2 separate regions of the Zea mays genome follow, and region 1 is linked to region 2. The links are chromatin contacts, called in public Hi-C maps. All regions are on one chromosome and are shown on one strand. Each heading gives the region's core, a stretch centred on a gene start, on an enhancer-like site or on the middle of the called end of the contact. The rest is flanking DNA. Distances are from core to core; before and after follow the strand shown. Region 1 holds the start of LOC100382444. Region 2 holds the start of LOC103643340.

The links. Hi-C and Micro-C count contacts between places; a contact is called where the count stands out from the background.
Region 1: a Hi-C map of leaf shows a contact between it and region 2, with 10 times the contacts expected there. The contact joins the promoter of LOC100382444 here to the promoter of LOC103643340 in region 2. A contact is called at or near these places in 3 of 25 Hi-C or Micro-C datasets (ear, endosperm and leaf).

The regions. Positions count from the first base shown.
Region 1 is chr1:226,121,285-226,128,374 of Zm-B73-REFERENCE-NAM-5.0, reverse strand. LOC100382444 reads left to right here and starts at 3,999. Exons shown (of 1, transcript NM_001175186.2): 1 at 3,999-5,706. The coding sequence starts at 4,056. The coding sequence ends at 5,579.
Region 2 is chr1:225,829,854-225,837,186 of Zm-B73-REFERENCE-NAM-5.0, reverse strand. It overlaps LOC103643340, which reads right to left and starts at 6,015. Exons shown (of 1, transcript XM_008666502.2): 1 at 4,838-6,015. The coding sequence starts at 6,015. The coding sequence ends at 5,038. It overlaps LOC100282592, which reads left to right and starts at 6,697. Exons shown (of 6, transcript NM_001157230.2): 1 at 6,697-6,815. The coding sequence starts at 6,811.

The sequences.
Region 1 (7,090 bases), core at 2,750-5,249, 290 kb before region 2:
ACAACATGTGTTCAACAAAATGACATACAACATAATTATGCAACCCTAAATTCCAGTTCTCATGCAACAAACAACCAGTGAACTTCGTAATTCTTAAATACAAGTTCTTTTATAGTTTTCCAACAACACATAGGTCGACTTGTTTAACAATACTCACGTATTCAGCTTGAGCCATAATGATAATACTCAATCATGTTGAAAGGATTTTGATATGATCCCTCATCCCACTCCCCCCTACACCATATGATCTAGCATCACCTCCCACCACACCATGCCTGTCATCTTCTCCATGATGACCTGCACTAGGGTTGGTTGTGCTATTATCACTGTCTTCATTCTCTTCTTCTTTTTCGATTTGATCGGTGAATTTGACCCTTTTTCCTTTCCTTTCTGATGGACCAAGTTTTGTCTTTCGCTTGCCAAGGTGGGTGTCGCCAACTATTTCATCGGCCCATTCTCGCACTTCCTCTATGTCTTCTTGTTCGTGTACAAGTGATGTAAACAATGTGCTAGAAAGAGTATTGTCACTGTTAGGTGAGTCTTCGTCCAATGTTGAAGGTGCATTGGAACTAAACTATCACTTAAACTGGGAAAAAATAGCATCTAACAGTAAATCATCTTCACATATAGCATATAACAGTAAATCAGACTAATATGTCTAAACTGGTCACTAAATGCCTAAACTGGAACTCAATCTTGGAATCAAATCTGGTTTCTCGGCAAAAATGACGGTTTATTGGTCCAAAATGGCGGTTTACCGATCCAAAATGGCGGTTTACCAACGGTTTTCGTTTTTTTTATGTTTTTTTTTCAAATTTTTTAAATTTGGGACGAATTTAAAAAAACCGGTGGTTAACCAAAATTACGCCCCATCGGTTTCGGTAAATCGATCGATTTACCGCTAAAACTGACCTGTTTTGAAAACCTTGAGTGTACCTAGCCATGAGTTAGCTCATGTGCATTGTCTCACTGCTTTAGTGTTTGAGAGTATCCAAGGATCGAATTGGGACGGCCGCTAAGATTTTTTTAAAGAATATTTTAATGTCTCATATTCATCACTCTTGTTGCCTGATCGATCCTTAAGAATAAAGAATATGATAATTGATAAGATGACGACGTGATGTAGCTCTATATCGTTAGAGGGTATTTGGTTTTTAGGTTCTAATTTTTAGTCCTCCCATTTTATTTCAGTTTAATCCCTAAATTGTTAAAAACTAAAACCAAAACTTTATTATTTAGCAATTTAGAAATTAAAATGTAATAAAATAGATGGACTAAAATTAGTTCTTAGAAAACAAACAAGCAAACACTCTTTTAGACTTTATTTGAGTACTCTAGTATTCATCTCAATCCATATGTATTGAGCTGGATTATCGAATAATTTAGTTTAATTTACACCTCAATCAACCTCAATACATGTGGATTGAGTTGAATACTAGAGTATCAAAACAAAGCCTTAGGCTAGTTTAGGAGCCACAACCTATACAGATTGAAGGGGCTAAAATCATATTCTTATTTAATTTTGGATATGGAGTAGATTTTAGCCCCATATTTTCTAGCTCCCAACTAGGCCTTAATAGTTTCCGCGTAGAAGGTTCCCCAGCCGCGATTCTTCACATTGTTTATCCTTCGATTGAAAAAAAAACACGGAGCTGTGTTGACCTGTCACGGACTACGCAGGTTGCTATCTAGGAGTATATTTTGTAGTACATGTACCAGTGCAAAGTACACATGCAGATCCTGTGTCGGATTGGACTGACCATACTTCTCAAAATCAAATTAGGATAAATATGTGTCGGATATGTGTGCATGATGGCCTCACACGCTCATGGAGAGAAGTCCAATTCAGCAGGTGCCGCCAAAAAGTCCTCCGAAGACCGCAGAAAAAAGAAGCTGGCACACCAACCTTGTCCTATTAATAATTAAGTTTTAGTACTTAATAATCAACACGACCAATTAAACTAACATCGTTTATTAGTATCATATAGAAACCTCAAACATATCATGTACAATCAGCTATTATATTGCAACGATTTAGGGGTGTTTGTTTTTTAATTAATTTTTAGTCTTTCATTTTATTTTTGTCGGGACCATAATTAGGGGTACTCCCAAGACTCCTAATCTCAGCTGGTAACCCCCATCAGCACAAATCTGCAAAGGCCTAATGGACACGATTCAGGTAAGGCTCCGTCCACTCAAGGGACACGATCTCGCCTCGTCCGAGCCCGGCCTCGGGCAAAGGCAGCCGACCCAGGAGGATTCACGTCTCGCCCGAGGGTCTCCTCAAGCAACGGACGCACCTTCGGCTCGCCCGAGGCCCAGGCTTCGCGGAGAAGCAACCTTGGCCAGATCGTCACGCCAACCGACCGTATCGCAGGAGCATTTAATGCAAGGATCGACTGACACCTTATCCTGACGCGCGCTCCTCAGTCGACAGGGCCGAAGTGACCGCAGTCACTTCGCCGTTCCACTGACCGACATGACAGAAAAACAGCGCCGTCTGCCCTGCTCCGACTGTTGTGCCACTCGACAGAGCAAGGCTGACAGCAGCTAAGTCCAGCCTCGGACGCCATAGGAAGCTCCGCCTCGCCCGACCCCGGAGCTCGGGCTCAACCTCGACGACGGACGACGGACTCCGCCTCGCCCGACCCCAGAGCTCGGACTCAGCCTCGACCTCGGACGACGGACTCCGCCTCGCCCGACCTCAGGGCTCGGACTCAGCCTCGACCTCGGACGACGGACTCCGCCTCGCCCGACCCCAGGGCTCGGACTCAACCTCGACCTCGGAAGACGGACTCCGCCTCGCCCGACCCCAGGGCTCGGACTCAGCCTCGACCTCGGAGGAGCCTCCGCCTTGCCCGACCTCGGGCTCGGACCGACCACGTCACAAGGGGGCCATCATTACCCTACTCCTAGCTAGCTCAGGCTACGGGGAACAAGACCAGCGTCCCATCTGGTTCGCCCCGGTAAACAAATAATGATGGTATCCCGCGTGCTCCATGACGACGGCGGCTCTCAGCCCCTTACGGAAGCAAGGAGACGTCAGCAAGGATCCGACAGCTCCGACAGTTGTACTTCCACAGGGCTCAAGCGCTCCTCCGACGGCCACGACATCACATGAACAGGGCGCCAAAACCTCTCCGACAGCCACGACAGCATGTACTTAGGGCTCTGGCTCCTCTCTGCTAGACATGTTAGCACATTGCTACACCCCCCATTGTACACCTGGGCCCTCTCCTTACGTCTATAAAAGGAAGGTCCAGGGCTCTCGTACGAGAAGGTGGCCGCGCGGGAGAACGGGCCGACGCGCAAGGCTCTCTCTCTCTCCCTCGCGAATGCTTGTAACCCCCTACTGCAAGTGCATCCGCCCTGGGCGCAGGACAACACGAAGGCCACGGTTTCCCCTTACTGTCTCTCCCCCTTTGTGTTCCGTCTCGCGCCGACCCATGCAGGCTGGGACACGCAGCGACAATTTACTCGTCGTTCCAGGGACCCCCGGGTTGAAACGCCGACAATTTTATTTTAATTCCTAAATTTCTAAATATTTTGTATTTAACAATTTAAAGACTAAAATATAGTAAAATAGAGAGTCTAGAATTAATCTCTATAGACCAAACACCTCTAATTCTTAGTCTCTCCAATTAATTTTATTTTAGTACTTAAATTAACAAATACGAAAACTAAAACTTTATTTTATTTTTTGTATTTGATAATTTAAAAACTAAAATAGAATAAAATATAGAGACTAAAAATTAGCATCTGAAAACTATACGTTAGCACATGCGTCATGATGCGTGATTACTCGCGAAAAGTCCACCCCAGCAGAGAATAGAATTAGGAATGGAATCAGCCACCAGCCCACCACCAACACCTATGTTTCACTGGCCTGTTATCATGTCGACACCACACCACCCATACGGAGGAGCTTTTGGAGTCACGTGGCTTTATTTGCCTGTATATATACTCCGTAGGCCGTAGCCGTACGAGTATAGTCACAAGAAACACAGGCAAACGAGAAGATCTGCAACCAGAGAGTGAGACCGGATCGGACGGAAATGGAGAGAGCAACAGCGGACCCTCACTTCCTGCTGCTTCCATGGCAAGGAGCCATCAGCCACATCATCCCCATGACCGACATCGGCCGCCTCCTCGCCTCCCACGGCGCGGCGGTCACCATCATCACGACGCCCGCCAACGCGCTGCTCGTGCAGAGCCGCGTGGAAGACCTCGCCGCGGCACTGCACCGTCCGCACGGGCACGGCGCGGCAGGGACGATCACGGTCACCGCGATCCCGTTCCCAGCGGCGGAGGCCGGCCTGCCTGAGGGCAGCGAGAGGCTCGACCTCCTCCGGTCCCCAGCCGACGTGCCACGCTTCTTCCACGCCAACAGACTGTTCGGCGAGGCGGTGGCGCGCTACTTCCGCGGCGAGGCTCTGCCGCCGCGCCGCCGCCCGAGCTGCGTCGTCGCCGGGATGTGCCACGCGTGGGCGCTCGGCCTAGCGCGCGAGCTTCGCGCGCCGTGCTACATCTTCCACGGGTTCGGCGCGTTCGCCCTGCTCTGCGTCGAGTACCTCTACAAGCACAGGCCGCACGAGGCGGTTTCGTCGGCAGACGAGCTCTTCAGCATCCCGGCCCTGCCGGCGTTTGACTGCAGGGTCTCGCGCGCGCAGCTGCCGCAGCATTTCGCGCCATCCACTTCCATGGGCGGCGGGACGCTACAGGAGATACGGGAGTTCGACGTGGCAGTGGACGGCGTCGTGGTGAACAGCTTCGAGGAGCTCGAGCACGGCTCCTGCGAGCTTCTCGCGGCAGCGACCGGCAAGACCGTCGTCGCCGTCGGCCCCGTCTCGCTGTGCCATCAACATCCCATGACAATGACAGACGACGGCGGCGGCGGCGACAGGCGGGTCCTGGAGTGGCTGGACACCAAGGAGACCAAGTCTGTGGTGTACGTCAGCTTCGGCAGTGCCGGGTGCATGCCACCCGCGCAGGTCGTGCAGCTAGGCATGGCTCTAGCGTCGTGCGCCTGGCCTGTTGTCTGGGTGCTCAAGGGCGCCGACTCCATGCCCGACGACGTCAAGGAGTGGTTGCGTGAGAGCTTGGACGACAAGCAGTGCTTGCTGGTGCGAGGCTGGGCTCCCCAGGTCGCCATCCTTGCTCACCGCGCCGTCGGCGGCTTCCTCACGCACTGCGGGTGGGGCTCGACTCTGGAGGCCATTGCCGCCGGCATGCCCATGGCCACCTGGCCGCTCTTCGCCGAGCAGTTTATCAATGAAAGGCTCGTCGTGGACCTGCTTGGTGTTGGGGTGTCTGTAGGCGTGACAAAGCCAACAGAAAACATCCTCACTGCCAGCAAGCTCGGAGCGGATGTCGAGGCGGAGGTGGGTATGGAACAAGTGGCGAAGGCCTTGGAGAGGCTGATGGATCAGGGTAGCCAAGGGGAACACAGGAGGAGGAAGGCTCAGGAGCTCAAGGCCAAGGCAACTGGAGCATTGCAGGATGGCGGATCATCCTACATGAATTTGGAGAAGCTGATAGTCCAATCTTCGGTTTCGAGACCGAATACATGTGGCGTTTAATTAGTACAGTATTATATTTGCTGAATAACGTACATAGCTGGTGCTCATCCATGTCATGAGTGACTCACAAATAATCAAATTCAATTTGTTTGATGTCTTCGTGTGAACATATGATTGGCATTTAATTAGTTTAATTGTTTTTGGTCGTGGTCTGCAGCGGCTAGAGTCCTCGCATGGGCATGGCTGCTGCGCCTAGAGTCCTCCTTGGCCTTGTCGGCCGCACGCCGCCGTCGGCGTTTCTAGGGATTGTATTTCCAATAACATTCATTCTGGGCGTGAGACTGCAACGGTATGTAAACCATCCTGTCCGCTAAATTTAGTAGACGAGGAGCTTCTTTTCACCTCCAGCAAGGCGCTCCAAACCGTCCGCTAAATTTTACGGGCGTCGCCAGAGCTGCTAATTGTGGCAGATCTTCGGACGTCCGCTACACACCGATACACTCCCTCTCCCGCGCTGGGGCGGAACCTTCTCCATTGCGTCTTCCCATCGCGAAGGTCTTGTTCATGCCGACAGCTAGTTCCCGACAGACTTCCTCGGAGGCGGTCAGCACCGACAACAAGGAGGCTGCGCGGGGAGGCAAGGCCGGACGACCCTCGCCGCCATGCTACTTGTCCGCCACGCTACTTGTCGTGCAGGTAGTCTGCTACTTCTTACACGGTCGCCGTCGGTGTTGGGCTCTCCGACGGTGCTGCCGTCGACGGTGCGGACTCTCTGCACAACCACACCAATGAGCTCTCATCCGCCGTCATGGACATGCTTCACGATCCCCCTGGCCATCTGCTTCACGGTTCCTCGCCTCGCGGCCACAACAAGCGGTGGTGGTGGCTGGTGCGCTCTAGGTGCTCGACGAAAGGTGTGTTTGTAGTTCGGCACTTTGTACCAATGGAAAGAGAGAGAAGTAAAGAATATGCATGCGAAGTCAAAAAAAGTGAAATCGAAATTCTTTTCTTTGGTTATTTGAAAATTGTAGAAAACGGGCAAAATCTTTGTACATTTATTCATGCGGACACAAAAATAAAGAATAGTATATTTAAAAGCTAGTTCTACAGTTTCAGAACGTGTTCACAAATTTAATTTTAACTAATATGTATACTATATTTTTGCATAATATTTAGACGTTTACAAATTTGTATTATTGCAAAATATTTATTTCATCAATTTTTAATGTCGTACTTTCAATACAAGTGCAATATTAAAAAACAATAAATAAATATGGCTATTATGTAATCTGTTAACACTGTAGATATAGAGTACCGAATTTAGAGGACATTGTTAGAGACTGAGAAGATATAGAGGACAAAATTTTTTAGAGTGTGCTGTAAAGGATATAGAATATTTCTTTAAGGGATAAAATTTAAGGGACGTTGCGGGAGACATCCTGATTGGTTCCATGCATACAAGACAGTCTGGACGATGAGATGCAAGAAGTGAATGTTTGGTTCGTTGTATACTTGTTTGGGTCTGATTGAACAGATGCAAAAGTGTCCCACAGGTCTGGCTGCCTGGAAAC
Region 2 (7,333 bases), core at 4,766-7,265:
ATCTTTATAATATGAATTGTATATTTGTATACCAAACCATTATAGATTATGCTAAATTATTTAAGAAAAAATTATAATAACATACCTCAGGAAAAAATCCTAGCTACGCCACTGCTTGAAGGCATATCATAACTTATTGGACCATCAGACGTGTGACTTGTAACATTTGAACAGATGTGTCCGCTTCTCATAAGCCATCTATTCGGACTACCGCGACTGTAAACTATAAGAACAATATAATATAAAAACAGTAGGAGTTGTTTTAGATTAAAACCAATCAAACAACTTTGATTGTCGTTGTCGTAGGTCTACGCATGTTGCTTAGCACATAAAAGGCAATTTGGACAGGCTTGGATGCCGATCTTCATGCGACTTCATTTTTCCTGAGTTAAACTAAATTTTCTAAAATTGAATTAGGTTTTAGTATTTTAAATGCATATTAATATGAAAAATAGCTGATCTTTTAAAACATTAATTCTTTACTTTTATAAATCTAACTAGGTTAGCGCCCGTGCGTTGCAACGGGGACATATAATATCATGATAATTTATATATAAATGTGTTATATTGTTATGAGAAAAGATTTTGTAATCATCCTGGCTATACATATAAATTTTGTGATCTCTAGACCATTGATTAGAAAGAAAAATGCTCCAGTCTTGTTGCAAGTCTCGTTTGCAACAGTGCGAGCAATAAGAGTCTTTCCAGAACCAGGTGGCCCATACAGCAATATGCCCTTTGGTGGCTTCACACCAATAGATTTGAAAAGCTAAGGATGGCGTAGTGGAAGCTCAACAAGCTCTTTGATTTGGGCCATTTTCTTTCTAACTCCACCAACATCATAACAAATGGCAGACTCCTCCTTGATCAAAACTCAGTAAACCATTGACAACAAAAGAAAAGGGAGCTACTTCAGTTGAAGTTACATGAGAAATAAGTGCCATGGAGCCATGCTGATGCCCAAAAAAACCTAGATCAACTAAGAAATTCACAAGATCAGAAACTTACGTTTCAAGAAGGCATCAAATAGGTTCCCTGTAATGCCTTCAATTGTATCATCAATTGGAAGAATGTGCACACGCTTCCCATATTTCACATCCTCGCACTGGTGGACAGAAACCACATCACCAAGCCTAACCCTCAGGTTCTGGCGGACAACCTTGTTCATCTGAACCTTTGGCTCCTCACAGGTTTCATCTGCAAGGACAATGCAAATAGTGTCTTTCCTCTTCTTACCCTACAACACAAAGCATAAGGTGAGAAATAGTTTCATGGACAAACAGTAGCCATAAAGAGACTTTAAAAAAGATAGGCCAACCCATATCCATTTGTTTAGTCCCTTGAACACACTTGAGTTACAAGTACAGCCATCAAATCCAAATTATCACGATAGGGATCACAAAAAAAAGAATTTTGTATGCAGCACATCATCTTCATCTAGCAGAACAATGAAGACAAATTTGAATAATACTAAATAGTGTTGCTTCCCTGTTCTAACTATGAACAATGAGTTAATCATGCATTACTAAATAGTGTTGATTCTCTGTTCTAACTCTGAACAATGAATTAATTCATACAAAAAGAATGGTTGCATTTAAATCTAGAACAGATGTATGAGGAGATTTGAACATAACAAATCAAGTATATTAAAATATGTTACTGAAGCAAGCAATAAAAGAAATCTAGATTACTACTACCTTCAAATGAATCAATGGTGTACGAATGTGAATTGATAAATTTCTAAAATCTACACACTACAGCAGCAAAGCAGAGGGAGCCCAAATACCCTCACTGCCTCAGCATACTCAAGTTCTCAAACAATACAACAAATTACAACATTAAACACTTCAGCAAGTACTTGAGATAAAAGCTAAGTTTATTTCTAACAAGTCTGCACTCCAAATACACGGAATTCAGATCGAACACACAGAGATCAGTCACGTGGTAATACAATATGCTAAATTAGCTCAACATCCCAAAGCTGCTGCAACAAGCTCATATTAGCCATATAAGACCTTGAGGAGCACAATATCGCCGCGGAAGAGCTGCAGCCTCTGTCAGGGTGCAATGCGACGACGGAGTTATCGTCGTTGGTGGCCTCGTCGATGACAAGGCGGTTCGGTGACTTTTTCCTCTCTAGTATCGCCATCGAGTAGACCTTCTTCTCCTTCCTGCACAACTGACGCTTGCATTGTAACGTCATCGGAGAAAAAAAAGAATGATAGGATATAAAGTAATGGTTGCCAATGTCACAAGAAATGTAACTACTACCGGAAAGAATTTTGCTACCTTTTAATGTTACTCGTAATCAGAATGTTTGCATGTAAGTACATTGTTTTTACGAAGTAGTAGTCGCACTGAACACTCACCTGGTCTTTTTACAACAATGCTTTCCAGTTTTGCATCTCCACGAGCGCTTTCACAGATCGGTCATGGGTAGGACAGTGTGATCCGGTAATTGAGATCCCCAAGCCAAGTGCGAGATGACCGCCGCCTGCACGGGCGTGCACCGCTGGAAGCCGCACGAGCTCACGCGGAGGGTGACGTCGACGACGCGGTAGAGCACGTGTGGCGTCACCGCCGCAGCGGCTGATCCTTGCGTCGTGTCGCCGCTGATGTGCTCGAGGTGGCCCTGCGGCAGGTACACGACGGCGCCGCCCTTCCGCGGCAGCGGCGGAACAGGGCCCGCGCACGCGTGCCACAACTCCAGGCTCACGTCGCCACGAGCACCGGCTCCGGGCAAAGGCAGCGCCTCCGCCTCCTCCTTGGGGGTTCTTACCTCCAAGATTCTTTTTCTTCAACATCTTGATTATATCCTCTGAGTAAACACAGAAATAATACATGAGTTAAATCAATACTGGAATATCCAAAGTCATGTCTATATTTTTCTCGGTATAAGCAGTTGCTTCAGCTGTGAGGAACGATGATTCCATCTCTATATGAATAGATAGTATACTTATAATATGAAGAAAACCCTATTCATAGTAGAAACTACAAAGATAGCGGTAAATTTAAGCTCTGCACGGATGGCTACAGAGTTAAATTAACCACTTTCTACCGAAAAGGACCATAGGAAGATACAGAAACACGATTTTTTGTATTCAAATGTCTCATAAGCTCTGCTGCGACATCTGTTGCTGCTGTTGCAAGTTGACGAGCTTGTGGTAGGCGTTGTTCTTGTTCTCGATCAGGTGCTGGTGCGCCCCCTATTCATCGTCCTGCAACACCGAGATGACGTCGGCGTTCTTGATCGTCAACAGCCGGTGCGCCACCAACACGGTGGTCCAGTTCTTCACCCGATCCAGCGCCTGCTGCACGACGCGCTCTGACTCCACGTCCTAGCGTGCTTGTCACCTCGTCCAGTAGCAGGATAGCAAGTAGATGGGTATGTGAAAGACTGGAATTCATGGAAAATCCAAATGCATTTCTGACCAAACACAGAAAAAACATATATTCCAGTTTTTATGTTTACGTATCTCAAAAAAATAGTAGATTAAAGTTACATTTGGCATTAAGGTGAGATGCAATAATCTTGTTTGCCAGAACTGCTTTTCATAAACTTACTTGACTTAGTTATTTTGGTTAATTTAGATTGCAAAAATAGATACAATGGGTTTCATAAAGTGTAACAGAAACAACAGTGGTATAACTGAATTCAGAAGTTAGTTTGGTCTCCTAAACAAGGTATGATTTTTTATGATGGTTTTTCATGGCACCTTCAAAAAAAATAGATAGTATTGCAGAGCACAACAGCCACAAACTGACTGTAAATAAGATCAGGTGATTTAAGTTATAGGGTGATGCACATTTCAGTTATCAGGAATAAAAATAACAGATATACCTCTTTATTCCTTCTTTATTTGAATGGCTGCTCAGATTGGAGATAAAGAAAACAAGTTTGCAGCATACCTGAATAGGGGCTTTAACACATTGAATAAAGTTATCAAGGCGGCCAACTTTGGAGTCAACAGCTTGTTGTCGCTTGTTCTTCCAGCGCTCAATATTTGACTCATTGGTGAATATGACCTAAAAACAACATACATTATATAAGCCACTGAAATCAAAGCAATACATAATTAAGTATACTAAATAAGATATATATGTCAAAACATTAAAACAAAAAAAATAGAAGTAAAACGATAAGTGAATGATTTAAAAAGAACTGGTGAAAAGAAACCTACTAACCAGCTTGTAACCATCATCGTACAGTCTTTGCAATTTTTCTTGAAATATCATAGATACTTCACATCCCATGGAGGCATCGTTGGCTGGCGTCGAGGGAGAAGCAGACGTCCTCGATGAGTTGTGGCGCGCCGGGTGGGGGGCAATGGTCGATGCCGACCTAGAACAACCACCCCTCCGGCGAGAAGGTGTTCACCCAGCGGTCATACTCTATCCTGCAAGAACCAACCTGTAGAGAAATCTCATCCCCATCAGAGTTTCTACAACCTATCAATATCAGGAACACAGTACAAAAGTACACAGATATGTGGGCGACCGCCCAGTTCATTCTGAATCACAGATTGACTGAGAAATAAATTGAAATTTTGCCACTCAAAACATTGTCTCTTTGTTATAATTGCCACTGTGTCTATGAATTGTGGTTCCATCGTCTATGAAATGTGGGCGTGGTGATGGCAAATATCAAAATCTCCCACCTAGCACAGCAATCAGGCATGCATCCCTCTCAGTTCCAGATCCCCATAGCAACTGATAACACACACACACACACTTTGATAGTAAGTTTGTAAATTCGGCATGTCCAATTTCATCCATCTCCTGTTTATATATCATGTAAACAAGGGAAGGAATCATGTCCTTAGGAAGAAACTAAGGGAAGTACAGATCCCCATTATTCTTGTACCCCAAGACAAAAATTCCCAATTCTTCCTACTTAACGCAAGTATGTTCATCATGTGCTGCTGTACGTACACAATTACAGATTACCTGGCTGCCGGTGGTAACAGGAGAATTCCAGCATCAGAGGATGGATTGGCGAGCAGTGATAAAGACAGAAAGAAGCTATGGGATTCACAGTCAGACCTGGAACTGCTCCATCTGCACGTCGGACGCGTTTAGCGGGACGTAGTCGCCGAGGTAGACCTCGAGGTGGTCGGAGATGTTGGCGTTGTCGAGGCTCTCGTGGTGGTAGCTCTTGCACACGAGGTAGACTATGGTCTGCGTGACGAGCGCGAGCATGACGACGCAACAGCGCACGACGAGCATGATGAGGCCGAGCAAGAGCCTGGACGACGCGGCACCGGATCCCCTGACGACCCAGGCGCGGAAGCCGAGCTCGACGGCGGCGAAGACAACGTTGAGCGTGAAGAATATGGCCCCCGCGGTGACGAGCTTCCCCCTGATGAGGTCCTTGCTCTTGCGCATGACGGCGAAGCCCTTGTGGTCCTCGAGCACGGAGACGACGTTGGCGAGGTGCCAGACGACGCCGAGGTCTCCAAGGCCAAGCAAGTAGGCGACGACGACGAGGAAGGCAAGCAGGCCCGCGAGGGCGGAGCCGTTGTCCGCGGCGACGAGGAGGCCGATGAAGACGAGCACGACGACGACGTGGTAGGCGAAGAGGAGCGCGAAGGCGGCGAGGAACGTGGCGGTGAGCCTCCGCCAGACGCGGGGCACGACGGAGAGCACGCGCGGGAAGGTGAGCGCGTCGCGCTTGTCGGAGACGACGGAGAGGAGCGAGAGCAGGAGAAGTGCGAGGAGGTAGGCGGACTTGAAGAGGAGCAGGGCGAGCCAGTCGGAGGCGAGGCGGGACAGCAAGTGGCGCTGCGTGTCGGTGCCCGGGGAGGATGCGTCCAGGGCCGTGTCGTCGGAGTCGATGTGGGTGAAGAACGCGTGGGAGATGGCGACGTGCAGGAGGAAGAGCGCGGAGAGGGGCAGCGCGAAGGCGGCCGCGATGCGCGCGAAGAGCGGGCGGTGCGGGCCTCGGAGGATCTCCGCGGAGAAGCGGTAGATGACGACGACGCCCAGGAACTGCAGTTCCTCCGGCTCGCACTCCATGGATGGTTGGCTGCCTGCCTGGGATTTGGAGACGGGGCAGATTCGCGCTTGGAGACGATTGAATTTGGAGGAGACGGGGTGGGAGGGGAGGCTGTGGCGTGGGGATTGGGGATTTTCTTGCGCTCGCCTCTGGGACTGGGGGCGGGGCACGGCACGGCGGCAGAGACAGGCAGGGGCACACGATGGCGGTAGGGGCGGCCGGGCGGGCACGAGCTTGGGAGGGGGTGTCGAGGGCGCGGCAGCGAAAATGGCGGAAGCGCGGCGCGACAATCTGGGAGCGGAGGGGCGATGCGAAATCCAAGTTCGCGGGCGGGCGGGGGAGGGAGGCGGGGGCAGTCTACACTCCTCTCTTAATAGTTAGTAGAGATTAGTCTATTTGAACTATTATAAAATTCTAATTTACCTCCTTCTTGGTTTATGTGACGTCACGACTGATATGGCACCATGTTAGTAATAACTATTTTTAAAACCACTTGGAGGGGTAAAACCGGATGATTACAAGAAGTATGAAAATGTTTGTTTCTTTTTTTGGTTTTATTGAATTCAGAGTCCCACACTCATATGGCCGTATCACAATTCACACCTAGCCCATCATACCTACTCGACCTACACCAGCCCTTTTCGGCCTGCTACTGCCGATCCGTTCCCTCAGCCCCTCACACCGCTTACTTGACTCCTCCCGAACTTCCACATCTCTGCTCTGCCTTCCCAGTCTCCCATCCCTGAAAACCTCACAAAACCCTCGCTCGCTCCCCACCACCCCGCCGCGCCGCCGCCTGTACCAGCTGCGTCAAGATGAGGTGAGCCAAGATCCACTGGGTGCTCTCGATCCAGCATCTACTCTTCTCTCTAGATTCGGCGGTCTCGCTCGGCAGGTCGGTGGGAATAAGATCATTCTCAGGCGCCGCCTACGGCTGTGCGGCTGGATCTTGAGGTGTGGCTCTGCCATGTCCATGGCACAGCACGAGCCTTAGGGGTTTCCCGCCGATATGTGGCTGGGATCGATGGAACTGTTGGGTTTCCTGTAGTTCAACTCGAGTTACGATGTGCTGCTAGGGTTTGGGCAGGGCGCGTGTCTACACGGCTTTGTTATGGTTCATTTCGCGGTGCCGCGGTTTTGAATGGTTCTGTTGGTTTGGTTGTTGGGGGCAAAGCTTTGGATGGTTATGATGGTAATTGCAGATTATGGCTGTGTCGGCCGTGGTTATGTGTCTGATGGTATGGTGTCCATGTGGTCATAGTTCTGCAACTGCAGTTGCTTTTCAGTGCTGTTAGTACCTTACTAATTAGCCATGATTAGATTGATATGTAGGGGGTT